5 separate regions of the Mus musculus genome follow, and all the other regions are linked to region 5. The links are chromatin contacts, called in public Hi-C, HiCAR-type and HiChIP or PLAC-seq maps. All regions are on one chromosome and are shown on one strand. Each heading gives the region's core, a stretch centred on a gene start, on an enhancer-like site or on the middle of the called end of the contact. The rest is flanking DNA. Distances are from core to core; before and after follow the strand shown.

Region 1 (3,985 bases), core at 1,075-3,574, 240 kb after region 5:
GTTCCTGAGCCTGATGGCCCAGGTTTGATTGCAGGAAACCACGTGGTAGAAGGAAAAAATGTATTGCCAAAAGTTGTTCTCTGACCTACATATATACACACATGCAGTAAATATATACCTATACTCATAATCATATACAGGAACATACACATGCACACAAATTGATGATGGTGGTGATGGTGGTGAATCAACTTGAAGACTCAAAGAATGGAAAATTCTCTCTTCAAAATAATATTACAATATTACAACAGTGGAACAATTCTTAAATTACTATGTATAACCTGCATATATATATATGTGTGTGTGTGTGTGTGTGTGTGTGTGTGTGTGTGTGTGTGTCAGTTAGCCCACTTTGCAATCTTAGGTAAATTATGTCATTACTATTTTCATCACAATAGCTTTGAAAGTTAGAAAACTTCAACTCAAAGAAGTTGAATGAAAAACAAAGTGATGTAAGTTATAAGTACGAAAGAACCACAGGTCTGTCTAACTCAAAAATCACACCATTGTCAATGGTGCTTGCTGATTGGCTTTCCCCCAAAGTTAAAAAAAAAGTATATTTAACTGATTAATAATCTTATGCTGGAATGGATTCCATACCATAATCATAGTAAAGGCTTACTCACTAGAGAATGTTCTATGAACAAGAGTAACACCAGAAACTCACCAGTCATAGGGCACGGCTTCTAGATAACTTTCCAAGTTTCTTTCTTAAATTTTTTTGATGTCTGCAGATGAATAAATGTTCACTTGTTCATGCTTAGGGCAGCTTGTAGGCTTAACATTCTTTAATCTATAGTATTTTCTTCTATGTTAGGTGTTGAAATTCTCCCAAAGGCTTGTGTGTTAGAGGCTTGTTCCCCACGATAGCATACTAGAAAAAGGAGGAAAACTCTTAAGGGAGGTCTTTAGGTCATTGCGTGTGTTCCAAAAGGTGGTTGTCGGATCCCAGAGCCTGCCTTTATAGTGATGAGGTACTAACACCAACTCCCCTAAGAGATGGTGACTTGGTTAGAATAAACCAGACTAGTTGCTATAACAAATACACCCCAGTCCCTAGTGATTTCAACCATAAACAGTTGTTTTGCCTGTGTTAATTCACATTAGCTGCGGTTGCTCTGGCATATTTCCAGTTATTCATTGTGAGGCTTAGACTTCTTTTCTTTATGGCTCTACCCTTACCGGGTCCTGGAGTCTTCTTCAATTAGTATTGTCATTCATCAGAAAAAAAGTGATGATATGAAAGACTTTCTGCTATTCTTCAGTTTCTGAGACAGGGTCTCAAACTCATTGTGTAGCCAAGGCTAACCTTGAATTCTTGGTGAACTTACCTCTATCTCCTGATATAGGAGTATAGTGGAAGAATTCTGAGGCTTGTCTACTATGTTTATCATGTTAAAAATTTCCTGGAAAATAAAAGCACTTTGGGGAGAAAGGGCATATTTAGCTTATAAGGCCAAGTTAAAATCTATTATAACTTGAAGTGCACAGTCACATCTACAGTCAAGATCAGAGAGAAAGAATGAATGTATGGCTACTGCTCACCTCATGATCCCTACTTTTGTTCAATCCCAGACCCAAAACCAGGAATAGTACTACCTACAGTGAGGTTGAATCTTCCCACATCAATTAACATAATCAGCACAATCTTCCACAGATGTGCCCACAGGTCAACTTGATCTCCGCAATCCCAGAAGGTTCTAGATTGTGTCAAGTTGACAATTAAAACTAACCATTATAGGTTGGCTGTCTCTTCTGATCATGTTTAATTGGTTGTAGATGGAGTCTCACAGTTGCAAATAAAGAAGATTGGGAAATGTAGTTCAGGGCCAGAAACAGGACAATGCAGTCTGCAAACCCAACAGTCTTTTAGACAGCTTGAGATCAGATCTCACTTTTCTTACTGTGAGTAGATACCAGGCTGTTCAGAATCTATCATGTCATTTTCATCTCAAAACTTCCCTAGCACAACCACTGAGAGGTCCCTGTCTCTACAACTGGATTCTTGACTGTGTCCGTTTTAAGGAGTCTTCAGTATTTTCTTAGCTTCTCTTTCTCTCACGAGGTGGCCTGTAATGACCATAGGCCTGTTTGTAATGACTCACTTTTGATGATGTAAGCAGAGAGGGAATGATGGGGTGTTTTTTGCAAATATAAATTGTAAAAAGACTATTGATCCATGTGGGGAGAATTCTTTTCCTTTCCTTTTTTTGATTCACTTGCTTTGAAAGGAGCCAGCTGTGATGTCATGAGCCACCCTAGGGAGTTGACAGACAGTTGCTATGGTGTGAAGACATCTAGGAAGCCAACAAGGAAGTTCTGTGAAGCTTTCTAGCCAGTGTGTGGCTGAGCTTGGAAGTGGACTGCCTCCCAAGTGAGTTTGTAGATAACTGCAAGCCCAGCCAACAACTTGACTTTAATCCTCAAACACACCCCAATCCTGAGTCAAGTAAACTGCTCCTGGATTTCAGAACCACAGGATCTGTGAAATGCTAAAGCATTTCCGGTTCTAGTCCTCTGGATTGGTAATAATTTATTGCAGAGAAATAGATTAGTGAGGTAAAGTATTTTCTTTTATGTTCTAACTCCTTTGCTGTCATGGGAATCTTTGGACTTTCCACTATGAGCATTTAGAGATTAGCAAATTGTCCTATAGCATTTCTCAGCATGCCCCTCAGAGCTGGCATTCAGTGTTGGCTATGGGCTCAGCAACTGTGTGCTCAGTTCCTGGAAGCATGTGTAAGTACAGCAGCCAGATGCACATAGAACCTGTTTCTCTTCCTTCTGCATAGACTCATCCTTAGAGAAGAGAGGTGCTGGCTTTTGCCACTGGGTAGGTGTGTCCTCTGGGATGTCACTGCATTCTTACAGAACAGCATGCTTTTCTACTTTTTGCACCTATGTCCCCCTTGACACCATAAAGCCTACTTCATTCATCCTATTCAAGTAAATGACAGAGACAATAAATCCATCCTGGTTTCAGACTCTGTAGACGGAAGAAAGCTGACAGTTTTCCTCTTGTATCCTATGTGCAAGCAATTTCTATCAGTTATCACATTTAGAGCATGTGCCATTATGCAAGGGTCATATTCATTGTGTCTATTTTATTTTATTTATTTTAAAAGATGGTGCATTGACTTGAATGATAAATGTCCCACATAGGCATGGGTATTTAAACACTTGATCTCCAGTTTGTGGCACTACTTGAGGATGCTTAAGTAGTGCAGCCTAGCTGGAGGAAGTACGTCACTGGGGGTGGACTTTGAGATTAAAAGCCTCATTCTACTTCCCGTTAGTTTTCTTGCCTTGTGTTTGAAATAAAAGATGTGATCTCTAAGCTTCCTGTTCCTTCTGCCATGCCTGTTACTTGATGACACGGCTCCCACCGTAATGGACTCAGCCTTCTGGCGCAGGAAGCAAAGATAAACTCTACCATAAGTCACTTTTCATCTTATCACAGCAATAGAAAAGTAACTAGAATAGATGGGGAAAGGAGGAGAACTGGAGCTGGGTAGAGTTTTATGGCAGATTGGTGACTCCAAACTCCAAGTTCTATAGAATATAAACTCTCCCAGACTGATGAGCCTTGAGGCTCCTTTATTCCTTGGCAAGAGGGGTCTTATATACTTTAGAAGAGACATAATCTGTTAATTACAACCAAATGGGAGTGTCTGTGGGGCAGAACATAGCCTTCCGCAAACCCATTAGTAGCACACTTGTTTATTTTGGGGTGTTTTTTTGTTTTGTTTTGTTTTTGTGTGCATGTGTTTATTTTATTTTGTCTTTCAGTGCTTGTACAGTCATTTTTTTTCCTAAATAGCTGTTTTTAAGTCTCTGAGTGTTTTTCTCAGGGAAGAGATTTCAAGGTAGATTCCTGTTAGCTTACAGTAGTACATTGATTTCTTGGCCTTATTTTGTGACTGGAGAGTCATCCCTTCTTCAAGTCACATAGCCCTGGGTTGTACTCTTCCTCCTAAAGGCTGCA
Region 2 (3,865 bases), core at 928-3,427, 190 kb after region 5:
TGGTTTACAGAGACAGACAGTGTAGGTCCTCACATTCAAAGGCTAACATGGCATCCCCATGGGAAGTGGGGAGAGGGGCTAAGAAGGGCAGCTTTCTTTGTCTTCTTCCCTGAGTTTCCATCTTTCTTCTTCTTTCATCAAACCTTTCCTAACTTAACCTCTCTTTGCTCTGCTCATCCCAGAACATGACTCGTTTCGACCTTTATTTAGCTTCTCAGACCTGGCTGCTCGTTAACTATTACTTACCTCATCTACTTTAAACAACGAGCTTGTGAACGTGTTCTTCTTATGCTTCCTGAAGGATAAAACTGAAGCTCACTGGGTCTGAGCCTGCCCAGGGTTGACCAGCTTTAAGCCCCAGTCTGGCTAAGCAGCAGCAGTTCTGTCTCCCAAAACCTCCCATCACCTGCATTGGCTTCTTCTTGCCTCTCTAAGCAAATCCTCTAACTTGGTTCATAGTTTATAGTGACCAACAACTCATCTTGTCTGGAGTTGTCAGTGAGCTCTTGTGCTCCTTTTCTCATGCACTGGTCTCTGCTGTTTGTTACCCTGAAGTCTGCAAGGACAGAACACGTGTGCTCTGTGTGCTCTAGTGATCCCTGGGAAGCACTCTCATACATCGGAAGGGACACCAAACCTGAATGCTCACAATATGAGAGTCCACTCGGGGCTTCATTTCTTATCTGTGTGGCCTTTGACTGAGCCTACTTTTCTTTACTTGATTGAGAGAGAGAGAGAGAGAGAGAGAGAGAGAGAGAGAGAGAGAGAGAAAGAGAGAGAGAGAGAGAGCTATAAAGCTTACCATAGTGACACATGCCTAAGAGCACCAGTACTTTCAAGGCAGATGCAGGAGAAGGAAGTATTCAGGACCTTCCTTGGCAACATAGCAACTTTGAGCCAGCCTGGGCTACCTGAAATGTTTTTTGCTTTTTTTTTTTCTTTCTCCACACACAATAGATATAACACCTATTAAACTTGCTAGGTGAGGCACTATAGAGACATTCCCAGCCACCTTTCAAACCCCCTCACAGAGCATGTCACTCTCAGGAAGTGTTAAGTCACGTGTGCTGATTTCTGAGCCTGGGAGAATGGTGTCCTGGGAGACTAGTACTTCATGTCCCAGCAAAGCAGCCTCAGCACAGCCTGGTGTTCTGGCCTGAGTTCCTGCTGGGTGGTGAGAGCCAATCAGCAAAAGCCTCGAGCTGTTCCTCCCCTGAACAATGGAAACGTGGAATGGTGTGACTGGCCAGGTGCCAGGCAGCTGTTCTGTGAGTCCTTGGAGGATAGCAATGGTCTCACATTGCAGAGAGGGATTTAGTTAAACCTGAAGAAGTATTTCCTGAGTATAGGCACCACGAGAGGTTGGAATGTAAGGTTAAGAAAGGCTTGAATGCCTTTCTTTGGGAATAGTGAAAAAAGAAGAAGGGGGAAAAGCTCCCCCAATCCATCTATGTGAGTGCTGTGCTGCCAAGAGGCAGAAAGATGGATTTGTTCCTTTGAGAGCAAGGAGTTGTCAGTATTGAGAAACAGGGTCTGCTTCTTCTCTCCCCTCACCTTTCATAATAGAGAACTCTTCAGTGCTCCCACAGAGCACCACAAGCCTCACCTGCTCTGATAACTGACCACACCATGCTTCTCCCCTCCCTCCCCAAACATCTGCTTCAGCTCTTTATCAGCATCACTTAACTGTACTGAGTGTGTAGCCTCCAGTGTGTTCAGGAAATGGGGTTCCCTGAAGCAAGAGACCAACCTCAATTAAAGCTTCAGGTGTCCAAACAGACCGTGGAATACACCACGAAATGTCACCTGAACTGCCTTCCCTCTGTGAGCAAGCAGCACTTACTGTGGGTTTTTCTTTGTGACTACATTCCCCAGAATTCTGTCTGCTCCTCCACAGCAAATGCATCCTTATTGGCTTTGTGAGTTAAGGATATGCAAAACCTTGTACTTCATTGTCTTACTCCTGCCAACAGAATACGTGCAGGTAAAAGTCACTGGTAAATCCCCCAGATGAAAGATAAATGAAGCTTTTGAGAGGTACAGTATTGGCGAGGCCTGGATCCACAAAATCGTTAACCTTTAGAATTGTGGAAGTCGTCAACCCAATGGTAAAGGGTGTGGCTTTCTACAAACATTGTGGTGAGCACCTTGGCGGAATTTCCAGCCCCACACAATCTCTCACAAATGACCTCACTCATCCAAGTGTTTTCAATCCTCTTAGCATCCTACAGACACACTTGGTCCTGGCCTGCTAAGAACAAAGTGCCGATGCCTCGGTTCAAGCTCAAACACTGTGTTTTCGAGGCTTGATCTTTATCTACTTCAAGGTCAAGACTATTTAACTGTGGGTTTATTTCATGGAACTGTACCATTTGCTGATTTCTTCCCAAGAGATCTTTGGAGTATTTCCTGGGCCTTTGGATCTATGAACAGCATGCTCGAACTAGAGGCCAAGAATCTGGTTTTTGTTTTTGTTTTTGTTTTTTGTTTTGTTTGTTTGTTTGTTTACAGCAAATGAAACTAAAAGTGCTTTAGATTTTAGATTCAAAAAACAGTTGGAGATATACCCATATATATATATGTGTGTGTGTGTGTGGTTGTGTGTATGGTATGTGTGTGTTTGTGTGTGTATGTGTGTCTGTCTCTGTGTGTGTGTGTTTAGATATAGATATATTTGGGACAGCAACCATGTCTAGACATGCAGTCATTTGCGTGTAATTTGTGTGTGAGGCCTGTTGTTGATGTTGCTGTAATAAAACACCACGACCAAAAGGGACTTATGAAAGATAGAGTTTATTTTGACTACAGTTTCAGAGGGGGAGTCCATAATGGTGGGGGAGGCATGGAAGCTGACAACGGGAGCAGCAAGTCCAGAGATCACTCCTGCAAAGACCAAACCCAAAGTAGAGAATGAAGCAGAACTTGGGCAAAGCTATAAAACTCTTAAAGCACCCCATCTCCTCCAGTGATCTTCCTCAAGTCAGTGCCACCTCCAAAGGTTCTATAACCTCCCCAAGCAGTGCCACCAACTGGGCAGTAAATGCTCGAATTCTTGAGCCTGCGGAGATCATTTCCTGGGCAAATGACCACAAGCTCTATGTGACTTTTAAATTAGCATCTTCAGAACCTCCACCATGACCTGCCATCCCCACTCCTTCCAAGGGAAGGGGTGGGAAGAGAGGTTGAACTCCCAATACTTTAAGATTTGGGAGACCTCTTGCCTTTTCTCTTCATCAAGGAGCCAAGTGTTGGTTTGACCACTGTCTCTATCTGCTGGTTCTTTTCCCACTAGGCTCTGTTATCAACAGCTCATCCAAAGCAAAATTGCCACCAATTGGAGTGGGAACATTCCATCTGTGTTCAAATCATCTCCTCTCCCCGGGTGCCGTGCTCTGTGCATGGAACATGCAGGATATCTAAGAAATGACAGATTCTGTTGTCACAGTCCCAGAACCACAGGAGCAGGAGATCAGTAGAAAGTCACAACCAACCCCTGTTGTTCACTGGAAAAAACTACAAAAGCCTCACATGAGGGAGACATCAAATAAAGTAACTTAATTATTAATTAGCTAATTTGTTCAAAAAATATTAATGTTCTTACCATGTAGACAGCTCCGTGGCACCCCTTGAGCCACAGTAGGAGAATCTGTCCTCAAGGCCCGTACAGAGGCATTGCACACATCTCCTGGAAAGCTGAAATGCAAAATCCCCAAGCCTAACTCTGTGCACATAGTGACTGCCTTGGGAATTTAAAAGGGGGAAAGGTCCCTGGAAATGGGGGTGGCCATGAAGAGTTTCACAGAGTGCCGAGAATAGAAAGGATCCAACTTGGAGAGGAGGGGACACTCCTGAGCTAGGAGGGAAG
Region 3 (3,501 bases), core at 732-3,231, 140 kb after region 5:
TCGCAGGTGCGGGACCCTGAGACTTAGACACAGAAGTGCTTGCTGTCTTACTGGTCCCTCCACATGAAGATGAAAGAATTATCCTGTCAGTAGAGTGTGATGGTCAGAAAAATGCGTTCTCTTAATTAATTAATGACACTGGCTCTGTCCGAATCAATCTGTGGGAGATGGAATGCATCTCTGAGGTGAAGCATTATGGCTTTATGTGGAAGCAGACAAGCAGGGCGAGAGATTTTAAATACTGTCCATCCCCAGCATTAAGTGCCCCAGTTCTGATGAGAATCTGGTTTTCCAGACTGTTACTTCATCCCAGGTATTTGTTCCACTTCATCAATATATAACTATAATGTAGATTATATATACACACATATATATATACACACATATATACATATATATGTGTGTGTGTGTATATACATAAATATATATTTAAAGTGTAGCATTTATTGCCTTAAAAGGCTGAGGGAGACATGGCAAATAGTAAAGTGGTTCAACGTTGATAAACCGGATTGGCATGACTATATAACCCAAGGAAGAATTTAAATCTTCTAATCTCTAAGTTTCCCCTTCCATATAATGGTGAAATTAAGGGTATAGTCAGTTTATGTACATAAAAGTCATGCCAGTGTGGCACAATTGTCTCTTTCAACACCTTAGTTGTTGCTTTGTGTGTGTGCAGAGTGTAGTGATGGAAGGCGGCTTGATGCTTCACACACTTGATCTAAGGTCCTACATGTTTATCATCTCCTAATTAGAATCCTCAAGAAGTCACTACATGCATTAAAAACAAAAAACAAAACAGAACAAAACAACTGGTTGTCCAATCATTCTCGGCTTGCTCCTACAGAACATTCAAAAAGGTCTGAAGGTTATGAGGCCATTGACAGGCAGAGCAAAGGAGAAAGGACTGTTTCAGAGCGACCGTGGTTTATCTTGATCTCCGACAGTCTGAACACAGTGTAGAAAGTGAGAGGGTCCATCTGCCTGATTGAGTTCATTAGACAGAAGCCCCATTTCCCTCATTTGGGCAAAGTTCTAGCACTGGGTCTCCAGGCTCGACCTGAACTTTAAGGCAATTAGGCTTTTGGCTGCCTGTCTTCTTGTCCGGGCTATGTTCTTATGCCAGCCCTTAGGAGGCTGCATGTTTCACTCTTCCCTGTGTCTGCAGCTATTCCAACAGTCCAGCAGCCAAATCTTGGCTGTCTATGTCAAAAGTTCTCATTGCATTCCCTTCCAGGCCCACAGGTTTTCATGCTATGGAAAGTATATAAGCCGCCTTGTTCCTGCCTTTCTCGCTCTCCTGCTTTACTGATGAATTGTAACACAGCTCCATTTCTCCCTTCTTCATGGGTTTTCTCTTCTCAGTAGGGCAGGGGAAAACTTTCTTTAAAAGCAACTCCTGGAACATCTCAATCCTTTGGTTCTGCTTGGATCAGAGTAGCCAGTCATTTCCCCATGGTCCTTGGTGGTTTGGTGGTTCTGGCACCGCTTGGGATGATGGAATCTCACTCGGAAATGCTTGCTATGAGGCGTGGCTCAAGCCACTTTCTCTTTCTTCCAGCCAACAGCAAAGCAGCCTGCATTCCTGTGACATTGCTGTGTTTGGGACAGATCCTTTGAAAAGGAAGTGTCCCAACTGGATTTATAGCCATGTTCCTTCTCCATATGTTTATCAACCAAGTTCTTGTGTCCCTCTTGCTCTGCGGGGAGTCTTGAGGCTCCTTTACATCAATGTTTTACATTCTTTCCTGTTTTTCCCCACTCACTCTGAATCCTTAGAGCCCATCCTTTCTTAAGTAGCTCTTCTGTGTCTAGAATCCTGCTTTTCACTATCCTGGCTTTCCATCCCTTCCACGAACTCTTAGCATGGTACCATGGTGCCCTGGAAGGAACATTGAGTGGGTGGCTACATAACTGTGTGACCTCGGGCATGCTACACCACTGCTTTGGGTCTTTGCCTTTTTCTTCTAAACACATGGACTGAATCAAATTATGTTTAAGGGGCCCTTCCTGCTGGGGAAGCATGCTGTGAAGTGTGGGGACTTTCAAAAGCCCTGGAATGCATTGCTCAGCGGAAAATTAGTTGAATCAGTTTGTGGTAGTCTATGATAACAATTCTGGTGACCCTGATCTTCTGACCCAATAGGCTGACTTCTTCCTTCAGTATTCTTCTTAATGCTATCTTAAGATAGACTTTGTGAGTTTCCCAGCTTCATGTGTTACCATTTCTGGCTCTTTCTTATTGATCAGTTCATCACTGGCCACTGAACACAAGTTTTGAAAGTCTTTCATAGTCTGCTTTCTCTTCAGATCTTATAAATCTTTCATTTAAACAAAGTTTTTTTTTCATTCATTCACTCATCCATTTGTTCTCCATTGTACTAGACACTGTCTACAGCTCAGGGAATTGATGCTCAAAGAAATTTAATTTTATTGTTTAAATACTGTTTAGAAAGGACAGCTTTTATCTGCATGTGTCAGTATTGTTTTTAAAACTGTCTTTCAGTTCATTGTATTGGTTTAGAGAGCAAATAAAAAATAAACAAACAAAACCCAGAACTTATTAAAAAAAAGATTTATTCAATTTGGGAGTAAGTATTTCAGGCTGGCTGCAGGTTCCCATGGAAATATTTTGATTCAAATCACTGGATCTGAATCAAACATTAGGGCTTCACTTGGAAACATGGGCCTCACTTAAATCTTCATTGTTACACCTTAAGAATGTCACTTTTTAACATTGCTATAATGACAGATGGGCTGAGTAGGTGTGTGATTCTTACAGTAAGAAAATTAAGGCAGGCACTGCTCAGGAAGATTTTTCTTTGGCTTCTTTATAGTGATTCAGTGAGAAGTAGGCATGAAAAATTACATTGAAGGTAAAACCTCAATATTATGGTCTTCTTTCTTAGTGCTCTATTGCTGTGAAAAGACAGGATGGCCATGGGCATTCATATATGCACATGTATACACACATGCACACACACACACACACACTTAACTGAAATTACAGTTCAGAGGTTTCATCCATTATCATGGTAGAAGCATGACAGCACACAGGTATTCATGGTGCTGGAAATGAAGCTATGAACTTCACGTGTGGATCCACAGGCAGCAGGAAGACAGAGCAACTAGGCCCATCTCCAGTGACACACTTCCTTCAATTAGGCCACACCTCCTAATCCTTTCAAATAGTGCCACTCCTTGATGTCTACACGTTCAAATATAAGATCTTCAAACCCGTCTCTTCAAACCACCACATCAGGCCTTTAGCTTCTTAAAACATGGGTGTAGCTGAATGTGGGGATCAGAAAATTTTAGCAGTGATGTACGGCTCTCAAGCACATAACCATCAAAATTAATTTAAAACCAACCCTATGGTGAACCTGAGGTGTTTCTTGCAGAGTTTGCCTGTACTGTATCACATGACTTCACTGCAGACTTGGTCCTAAACACACAACGTATTCACTTTGCACACAATGTCATACTTGCACAGGGTGTCAC
Region 4 (3,780 bases), core at 904-3,403, 250 kb after region 5:
AAAGAAGATCTAGCAAAAATCAAATACAAATTAAAAGTCTCCCTGGAGCGTTGTTGCAACGACACCAGGCTGGATGGTCAACAAATAACCAGTGAACTCAGCAAGAAAGTTTGAATTATCCTAAATTGGGGTGGGCTGCACAGCTGCCTGGAATTTCAGTATACATTTGTTTAGGCAGCTCCCAGATTACTTCTTTCTTCTCACCCCCTGTCTGTGAGCTTCCTTTTGATGGGGGCAATGACAAGAAGCTCTAGGTGGCATCAGTTGGAGAGGCCTGGAGACCTGCCAGGGCCACATCATATATCACTCAAGAAAGCCCTGGAGTATATGCTGACTCAGGGCTAAAGTTTTACCGAGGAGAACAGACATGCAAGCATCAAGCCATGGGGGGGTGGGGCACCAACAAAAAGAGGGTTTCCTGAAGGATGAGGACAGGCAGACACAATCTACCCTCGGAACAATAAGCCAGGATTACACCTGCACGCTTCTAGGCCATTGTATACAGTCTGACTCTGAGTATCACCTCTCATATGGAAAGGGAACTTGGTCTGGTTGTCTATCGTAAAGAGTGTTGTTAGGCTCATCTGCAATGGCACACCAAAGCTATGATCATGATTGTTGATCAGGTAAGACACCTCTGACATTCACCCAGAACAATATTATCTGTCCCTGACCTCCGAGACTGATCTCCTCAGTTGTGAGAGTATGTGATTGATTTATTATTTCCACTGTTACATGAGAAATAATGCTCCCCCTTTTAATTTGCTCAGATTGCGGTCATTGGAGGGACTAGTGAGCCGGTGGCAATGACATCTTCACAGTGAAATCCCTATTGATAGTTCTCCATCGATCTCTCTTTCCACATCCATCACAGTTGCTTTAAAGTTCCTGAAAATTGACCAATACTCCCTACCTGACAGTTCCCCTTACCCATAATTCATTTCTTTCAGTGTCCGTGTCTTGAAGCAGTCAGTGAAGGCTTATCGCTATAGCTATCTACCTTTGTCTGTACACATATATGCACACAGTACCTGCCTCCATGGCATACCAAACCTTCTGGAAATAATGCACAATTAATTCTCTTGGCTGCACTTCAAACAAGCTCAAAAGGGATATTTTCCCTGTTTTCTGGATGAAAGGCAGAGGCCCATTCGTTCATGGGAAGAGCACTACAAGGATTTACACTGACTTTTCTGGCAGCCCAGGCCTTGCACACGTTATACAGCAGTCTTCTTTACTCCCCTGTGGAAGAATTAAACACATCTCCTTCTACTTTCTACATTGGACTGTGGAAAGTGGCAGATCTGTGCTAAATGACCCTGTGGATTGAGGGGGACTAGAGTCTTAATCTTTTGCCGATCTCTGGCTTACACTTTCTGAAGCTGGCTTGTTTGACTAGTAAATCAACTCTGTGTCGATCCAGTTCCCTGCATTTAGGCCATGATTACTCCCCAGCCACAAGAGAAGGAACCTGGTGCTCGGCAAGTCTATCATCTACCTCTCAGGCATGGTGCTAGACCGTAAGAATAAATTCAAAGAGCTCAGGGAAAGAGAGTGTGCCTGCAACCTGCTCTCAGCCCAATAGTCGAAGGTAGATGATTAGATGTCATTAGAAGAGCCTCTCTAAGCCCCGGGACATAATTAACAGAATGGTGACCACCTGCTGTCAGGTGCCAGCATTGGGGGTAATTAGTAAGCCCAGTACCTAAGGATCACAAGGTCTAAGAAAGGAAAGAAGCAGAGAGAAAGACAGAGAGAGAGAGAGAGAGAGAGAGAGAGAGAGAGAGAGAGAGAGAGAGAGAGAGAGAGAGAGAGAGAACACATTCAAAAAGGCAGAGTGAAATCCCAGAAGAATCTGAGAGTTTAGAACAGCAATCTGGAAGAAATCAATCGGGTCCTTTAGGAGCTGCTGATGTCACAGCAGCTAAGCCAGCGAAGTGTCACTGAACCTGAGCACCTAGGGATGTTGGCTGACCTACTCACAGCCCAAAGCCACTGTCACTGTGCAGCAGGGTCTGTCGTTTAGCATCTTACAAATAAAGGAAAGGAAAGCAATCGATATGCAACATGACGAAAGCCTGGGAGAGCCAAACCCGGTTGGCAGGTCACAGGCCCGAGAGAGGCGAGAGAGACAAAAAGGGCCTGGAGATGTCAGCCTCAGATTTCTCAAGCCACACAAAGGCTGTTGGCTTTCAATACACACTGCTTGCCTCTGTTCATGGGAGAAAGGGGAACAAGGTGGTCAGTGTTAAAGGAAAGAGGGGGACAAGCGCCTGACGACAGTCTTGGAGCTGAATTTAAAAACATCAAATTAGAGGCATGTGCGCTGAAATGAGGCTCCGCTGCCTGGGAACGCACCTCCCTAAACAAATGCAGCAATTACGACGGCTGGTGCTTTGGCTCCCGGGTAGCACATTGAACACTGATGGGGGCCAGCGAGCCCACTCATTTCCCAAATCGCCCCTTTCACAACATCTCCACGGGAAAGTTAGGCCTGTCAGCTCGCTGCTTTGATGGCCACTAATACGACATCGCTCCAGGAGGACAAAGCTTAGTGTATGTTTCGACACTGTTCACTTAGCATGTTCCGCAGCCAGCAAGAGTTCCTAGCAGAAATCTCTCTGTCTTTTATCTTTAACATTTTAAAGGCTCAAATCAACTTACTAATATTACGAACCTAGACTTCATAATAGTATGTACACACACACACACACACACACACACACACACACAGATGCTCCTAAGAATTGTACCAAATGGTGGCCCTGCATCCATACATAGCAGTCTAGATTTTCTCTGAAATTCAGAACCAACTGACCCAAGCACTCACTCACAGGGCCCTGGAGTTGATACTGTAGCTACCAGGCTACATTCTTGACTTCCTCCCTAACATGGAGTTCCCATAAACTCTGTTGTTGTTGTTGTCTTGTTTCTGGATCTCTGGGTTTCTTTTAACATCCAGCTCCTAGGACCCCTGAGTTGGCCTTACTCCTACCCTGCTCTCACTCCATGTCTCCTGCCTTGTCTTATCTTCCTAGTCAAGGCTTCCAACTGCTTTTTGTAAGCAGTCATTGTTCAGGGTCTTGGTGTGACCTGAATATATTAGGAAGGTGGCAGGAGATCAGGGAAGGAGAAAAGAAAGAAAAACAGCAGAGCAGAAAATGCTCTGTGTGCAAGGTCTTTCCCAACAGAAAGCAGTTTCCTCAGGAGTTAACAGTGATGGAGTTTGTTGGGTGGGTTTTAATGTGTTCTGTCCTGAGCTTCTTGTTTCAAAAGACTTCACAACCAACATAAGTGAGGCTACTGTAATACAGTGCTAGCAAAAAATGGAGGCTATTACATAAATATGAAAGAGTAGGGGTTCCTAATAATTACCCTAATATTTGTTCCTTTCAGTAACAGACTTTGCCCTGAATAGAGTTGGGTGGTAGCCCCAGCCTCATTACTAACAAAGTTCCCAGCCTCATCTATCACAAAAAATACTTTCATACTCAAATCAAAGAAACATGTAACTGCCAAGTCATCAGAGATACAGGGACAAGGACTGTGGGTTAAAGGTCAGAGGGCTAGGAGCTGTGAAGAAAAAAAATAATCACAACATACCCAAGAGAAGTAAACTGATTCAAAAGTATGTAAGAACAAGTAAGTTTCTGCTACCTTCCAGTGGGCCCAATGTGAGCAGACACCTTGTGCTTCCAATATCATGCATCCCCTACACTAGATTCTCTACACTGTAACCTTAAATAAACTGTCATTCCCTCAAAAGAAAGTGTGAGCTGG
Region 5 (3,897 bases), core at 854-3,353:
TGATAACATAGTATAATAAGTTTTACATCCCTCCCTCTCTGCTCCCAAACACAGACCTGTTGAAGAACCAGGTAGGGAAAAAGAAAAGGGGATGGGAGGGCCTAGAGAGCAGAAAGGAAATTTGAGACAGTGAGCGTACGGTTTCCTCTTTGGAACACAAAGACAATCCATCAAAACTCTCCATACTAGACTGATATTAAGCCAGGCTAAAAGGAAGTTTCATGTTCTGACATTTTTACGGCCTGGAACAAGAAATGAATTGGAAAGAGGCCCCTGACAATGGGGGTGGGGGGAGATGGGGTGGTCGTAGAGAACCGGAGCCAAGCGCTGCTGGGGACAGGTGAGTCTGTAGGGACTCAGAAGGTTAGCTTGGGCCCTAGTAATCTAAGAACTCACTCGGTACCATGGAAACAGATATGGTCAGTGGGGACATAGCTCCTGTCAGGCTCTGTGGAGGACAGACAGGCTTGCTTCTTAGAAAATGTGTTTAGCTGTAAAAAAAATGAAGAGTCTTTTTCTGAAATCCCTTAGATCATAGACAGGTTCCTGACCCATATAAAGGACAAGCTTTCTATATTTATTTGAAGACGGATAGGAAAGGATGCAGCTCCGATAGACAGAGCCTCAGTTTCCTTTTTAACCCTGTCGGTTTGTAGGTTAGAGGACACAGTCAGACTGTACAGACAGACAGACAGACTTTGGGGAATGTTGCCCCAGAGCTGAGGATGTGCCCACCAGCCCAGCCCGGTCAAGGGACACAGGAGCCCCTGGCAAGCCTGCATCTTTTGACCAGTGTTTTGCTCTTTCTATTAACCCCTTGTCACCTGTGGAAAGCAGGTACGTAGGAGCACATACAGTTACCCAGTAACACCTAAGAACCTCCATCTGGTAAGGAAAAGACAACTGAGACTGGAGCCTGGGTCTTGGATCACGGCTGACCTGGAGTGACAGGAGGCAAATGATGGTCCCTTGACACCATGTTCCCAGAAAGGCTGAGAATGGCTTATCTGTAAGGGCTGGAGGCTAGGGCAGAAGCAGGCTGGGGGAAGGAATTCCTCACTGAGACCAAAGGTGGATTCTACATCCCTCCCTAGTCTGTACTCTTCTCCCTGCCTCTGAGGTCCTAGCTGTCATTGTGTGTAACGCTGACACGCACACGTTTTCCTCTGACGTATTTGTACACATATATACTTCTTGCAAACACTTGTGCGGAGTGTTAGGCACTTGGCAGGCAAGCAATGAATAACTTGGGGAAGACTGAACAAAACGCTAAGGTTGTATGTCATGGCTGTCAGTGAGGTCCCTGTTCAGAGCTGGGATCCACCACTGGCTTTTTGAGGGTGGACGAGTTACACAGAAAGGGATGGACAAGCTCTGCCTGACGACAGTAGTATCTCTGAACTCTGGAGCATTCTCAGACCTACTGCACAACCATAGCAGGAAAGAGAGCTGGTTGGTGGGAGTGCAGGGCGGGAGCTGGGAAGTGGTTTCTTTGTTCTGGGAGATTTCAGCCGGCACGAACCGCAAATTTTACTGTCTGCACACCAAGAGCCCCTCCCCTCCCCCTTACCGCCTTCCTTTCCAACCTGAGAATTCATTCGCTGCCACCCTCGGTCTCTTCCTCTGCCCCAGAGCAGTCACCAGGGAAAGATCTCTTTGTTGAGAACACCCCGAGACAACTCAGAGTTGCAGAGTTCCCAGGGCACTGCCAGGGTTGCCCTCCGAGGAGAGTGGTCTCCCGGGCACAGACCCCCACCTGTTGATCTCTCCTTTCCCCGGGGGTGAGCGGCAACTTGCATTGTGCCGGGATCTCACGCGTTTCCCCGGCAGGCTCGGCAGATGGCGCTCATGAGCAAAGCCACCACGGTCCCTTCCCTGCCCCTCCCCACCGTCGGGGCCTCGCTGGGCTAAAGCAAAAACAGATGTTTTCATCATTTTTGGATCTGGCACGTGACTTGCAGTTCAGCAATGTGCCGACAGAACCCAGAGTTGTGTGTTTCCTTCATCTCCCGCAAAATAAAACAATCTTCCTTAAATGAGCGTTCCTCTAAGTGAGCCTGCGACACACGATCTCTTTAGCACAAGGGGTTGTTTGCTTAATGGAACTCCAACTGCGAGTGCCCTGCTAGCCAGTCTTGGGTCTATAATTGGGAAGAGGTCCTTTTTCAGAGAAGACAGTGAGCGGCCAGACTGGCTATCTTTACCTTAAGGGCTGGGGACAGGCGCTAGCGTTTTAAAAATAGCCCTGGTCTGGCTGGCGAGGAACCTGCCTTGCGTGGGTGCATAGGGGTCGCGAACAAAACAGGAAGGCCGAGGCGGCGCGCCCTGTTCCCCGCGCCCACGGCAGGTGGCAGCATTGGCCCGAGCTGGCCTCTGCCACTGGCCAAGCCCAAAGAGGGCCCTTTTACTTTCGGTGGCCTCAAAATTATTAGTTCCAGATGAATTCTTGCGATTGTAATATTTGGTTTAACCCAATCGGCCCGATTGCGTCAGCGTACGCTCACACTCAGCCGTCTGAAGTCTAACCAGACATCAGAGGCTTGTTTCAGGAGTGTCAACATTCCTCATCCTTTGAAAGAATTAAAACAAAAAAACGCAAACGCTGATTTATCCCCAAAGGAAAGGGGGGCTGAACAGACGTGCAGCTAGGGTGACCAGAGGGAGTGAACGTGGAGATTCAGGCGGGAGTCAACAGTTGAACCTTGACGAAGCCTGCTTGGGGAGAATTGGAGTTCTTTGTCGATCTAGGACGGACCTCTGGGTTTTATGAAGGTTGGGGCGAATAAGCTGAACTGGTTTGTGAGACAAGAGGCCTGGAGTCATGTAGACTGCTATTGCCAGGCACAGAACACGCTGAGCCTCTGTTTAACCCTTGGCCTGGCTGCTCCTTCCAGGGCCAGACACAGCCTCCTAACAGCTGTGGGGGATTTCTGAATCTCCCTTAAGGATGCAAGCTGTGTTTCCTGAGGATAGCAGCCCACACCCCAGAGGACCTCTTGAAAAGATGAGGCCTCCAGCAGACCTTGCTGAGTGGACCCGCTGGAATGATCATATGTCTTGTAAACAGCCCTTTGCGTGTCACACACCAGGCAGGGATGCTTGGGGACCCATTCTAGTAGTCTCGGGTTTTACAGGTGTTATCCTATGAGATTAAAAGACTGCACGCTGAGTGCAGGGGCACTGATAGTTAAATCTGGCCACAAGACACACAGTTCCACCCACGAGAGCAGAAAGGGTGCCCTGCCTCCCTTGGCTGAGCTGGAATGACTTGTCCTCGGAAAAGAAGGTCTGGTCTTTACTGTGCGGTCCCCATCCATGCATTTTTTTTTCCAATCTGTCTTCAAACTCTTCAAGTAATGTGGTCAAGGAAGCTAGGGAGATTTCTGCTAGCTAATTTCAGGGAGCTTGCCGGCTTTCAAGCAGGTCTCTGGCTCAACTCGGTGCTGATCAAAAGCCAGCACCCATCTGGCAGATGCCTCAGGTCCTGCCCTTGGAGAGCTAGCTGGTGGTGGCTGACTGGGGTCGGAGTCTGCCAGGCAGGCTGGCTGTGCGGCCATCTTGTCCTTCCCTTTTCTCTGCCCAGTGGTGGTTGAGCTCAGTGAATCAAGCATGGAAATAAAAATGGTGGGTGAACACCTCCAGACTGTTTTGAGGTCTTGGTGTCCTGGATATTCCTTTCTCTCTGAAAAATACATGCCTCTGCATGGTAAGACTGTATGGTGCTCCACCTGGGCTGAGCCGGGGGCAGGGGAGTGAACTAAGCTGGAGAAGCAGGCGTATTGACAACAGGACTCCTTGGGATGGTGGAAGAATTCCAGTGTTCTTGGGACTCACTGACTTGATTTTCTTCTGAGAATCAGCTTTTGAACATCTGACTGTGCAGAGGTTTTCAGTTCT

Evidence for each region. A called contact is a pair of places that touch in the nucleus more often than the background predicts. HiCAR-type assays count read pairs that join an accessible place to other places. HiChIP or PLAC-seq counts read pairs in DNA pulled down with a chosen protein or histone mark.
Region 1: a contact with region 5 is called in a HiCAR-type map of fibro-adipogenic progenitors, with 4 times the contacts expected there. The contact joins two enhancer-like sites. A contact is called at or near these places in 3 of 15 datasets of contacts at CTCF or cohesin (the NIH/3T3 cell line and stem cell-derived epiblast-like cells), 18 of 484 Hi-C or Micro-C datasets (3T3-L1-derived adipocytes, the F1.1 cell line, adipose-derived mesenchymal stem cells and 11 more), 17 of 115 datasets of contacts at active chromatin or transcription factors (the NIH/3T3 cell line, SST interneurons, craniofacial prominence and 13 more) and 1 of 9 other capture datasets (embryonic stem cells).
Region 2: an H3K27ac HiChIP or PLAC-seq map of the NIH/3T3 cell line shows a contact between it and region 5, with 3 times the contacts expected there. The contact joins two enhancer-like sites. A contact is called at or near these places in 1 of 15 datasets of contacts at CTCF or cohesin (the NIH/3T3 cell line), 10 of 484 Hi-C or Micro-C datasets (the HL-1 cell line, cerebellar granule neurons, cerebellum and 5 more), 17 of 115 datasets of contacts at active chromatin or transcription factors (the NIH/3T3 cell line, craniofacial prominence, embryonic basal ganglia and 12 more) and 1 of 9 other capture datasets (embryonic stem cells).
Region 3: a contact with region 5 is called in a Hi-C map of embryonic fibroblasts, with 6 times the contacts expected there. The contact joins two enhancer-like sites. A contact is called at or near these places in 1 of 15 datasets of contacts at CTCF or cohesin (embryonic stem cells), 36 of 484 Hi-C or Micro-C datasets (the 3T3-L1 cell line, 3T3-L1-derived adipocytes, the C2C12 cell line and 20 more), 20 of 115 datasets of contacts at active chromatin or transcription factors (the NIH/3T3 cell line, astrocytes, cardiomyocytes and 16 more) and 1 of 9 other capture datasets (embryonic stem cells).
Region 4: an H3K4me3 HiChIP or PLAC-seq map of embryonic forebrain shows a contact between it and region 5, with 5 times the contacts expected there. The contact joins two enhancer-like sites. A contact is called at or near these places in 3 of 15 datasets of contacts at CTCF or cohesin (the NIH/3T3 cell line and stem cell-derived epiblast-like cells), 13 of 484 Hi-C or Micro-C datasets (adipose-derived mesenchymal stem cells, brain, cortical glia and 7 more), 19 of 115 datasets of contacts at active chromatin or transcription factors (the NIH/3T3 cell line, SST interneurons, astrocytes and 14 more) and 1 of 9 other capture datasets (embryonic stem cells).

The regions. Positions count from the first base shown.
Region 1 is chr9:41,713,735-41,717,719 of GRCm38.p6, reverse strand. The region is part of intron 2 of Gm35835 (a long non-coding RNA gene); the gene reads left to right. Among named protein-coding and RNA genes, the nearest start is that of Gm35835, 22 kb to the left of the region's middle. Within about 2 kb of position 2,324, at least 8 of the 459 cell types and tissues checked have an H3K27ac peak or open chromatin away from gene starts, as enhancers often do. A contact at or near this core is called in fibro-adipogenic progenitors and pancreatic cancer cells, where this site is marked.
Region 2 is chr9:41,764,058-41,767,922 of GRCm38.p6, reverse strand. It overlaps Gm46143 (a long non-coding RNA gene), which reads right to left. Exons shown (of 2, transcript XR_001779341.1): 2 at 2,778-3,693. Among named protein-coding and RNA genes, the nearest start is that of Gm46143, 5.7 kb to the right of the region's middle. Within about 2 kb of position 2,177, at least 95 of the 459 cell types and tissues checked have an H3K27ac peak or open chromatin away from gene starts, as enhancers often do. A contact at or near this core is called in the NIH/3T3 cell line, craniofacial prominence, embryonic basal ganglia and 10 more, where this site is marked.
Region 3 is chr9:41,807,516-41,811,016 of GRCm38.p6, reverse strand. The region is part of intron 1 of Gm35940 (a long non-coding RNA gene); the gene reads right to left. Among named protein-coding and RNA genes, the nearest start is that of Gm35940, 3.6 kb to the right of the region's middle. Within about 2 kb of position 1,981, at least 60 of the 459 cell types and tissues checked have an H3K27ac peak or open chromatin away from gene starts, as enhancers often do. A contact at or near this core is called in the C2C12 cell line, the HL-1 cell line, the NIH/3T3 cell line and 7 more, where this site is marked.
Region 4 is chr9:41,696,599-41,700,378 of GRCm38.p6, reverse strand. The region is part of intron 2 of Gm35835 (a long non-coding RNA gene); the gene reads left to right. Among named protein-coding and RNA genes, the nearest start is that of Gm35835, 39 kb to the left of the region's middle. Within about 2 kb of position 2,153, at least 53 of the 459 cell types and tissues checked have an H3K27ac peak or open chromatin away from gene starts, as enhancers often do. A contact at or near this core is called in astrocytes, brain, cortical glia and 9 more, where this site is marked.
Region 5 is chr9:41,949,272-41,953,168 of GRCm38.p6, reverse strand. No RefSeq gene overlaps it. Among named protein-coding and RNA genes, the nearest start is that of Gm36227, 32 kb to the right of the region's middle. RefSeq lists an enhancer at 1-3,897. Within about 2 kb of position 2,103, at least 231 of the 459 cell types and tissues checked have an H3K27ac peak or open chromatin away from gene starts, as enhancers often do. A contact at or near this core is called in the C2C12 cell line, the HL-1 cell line, the NIH/3T3 cell line and 25 more, where this site is marked.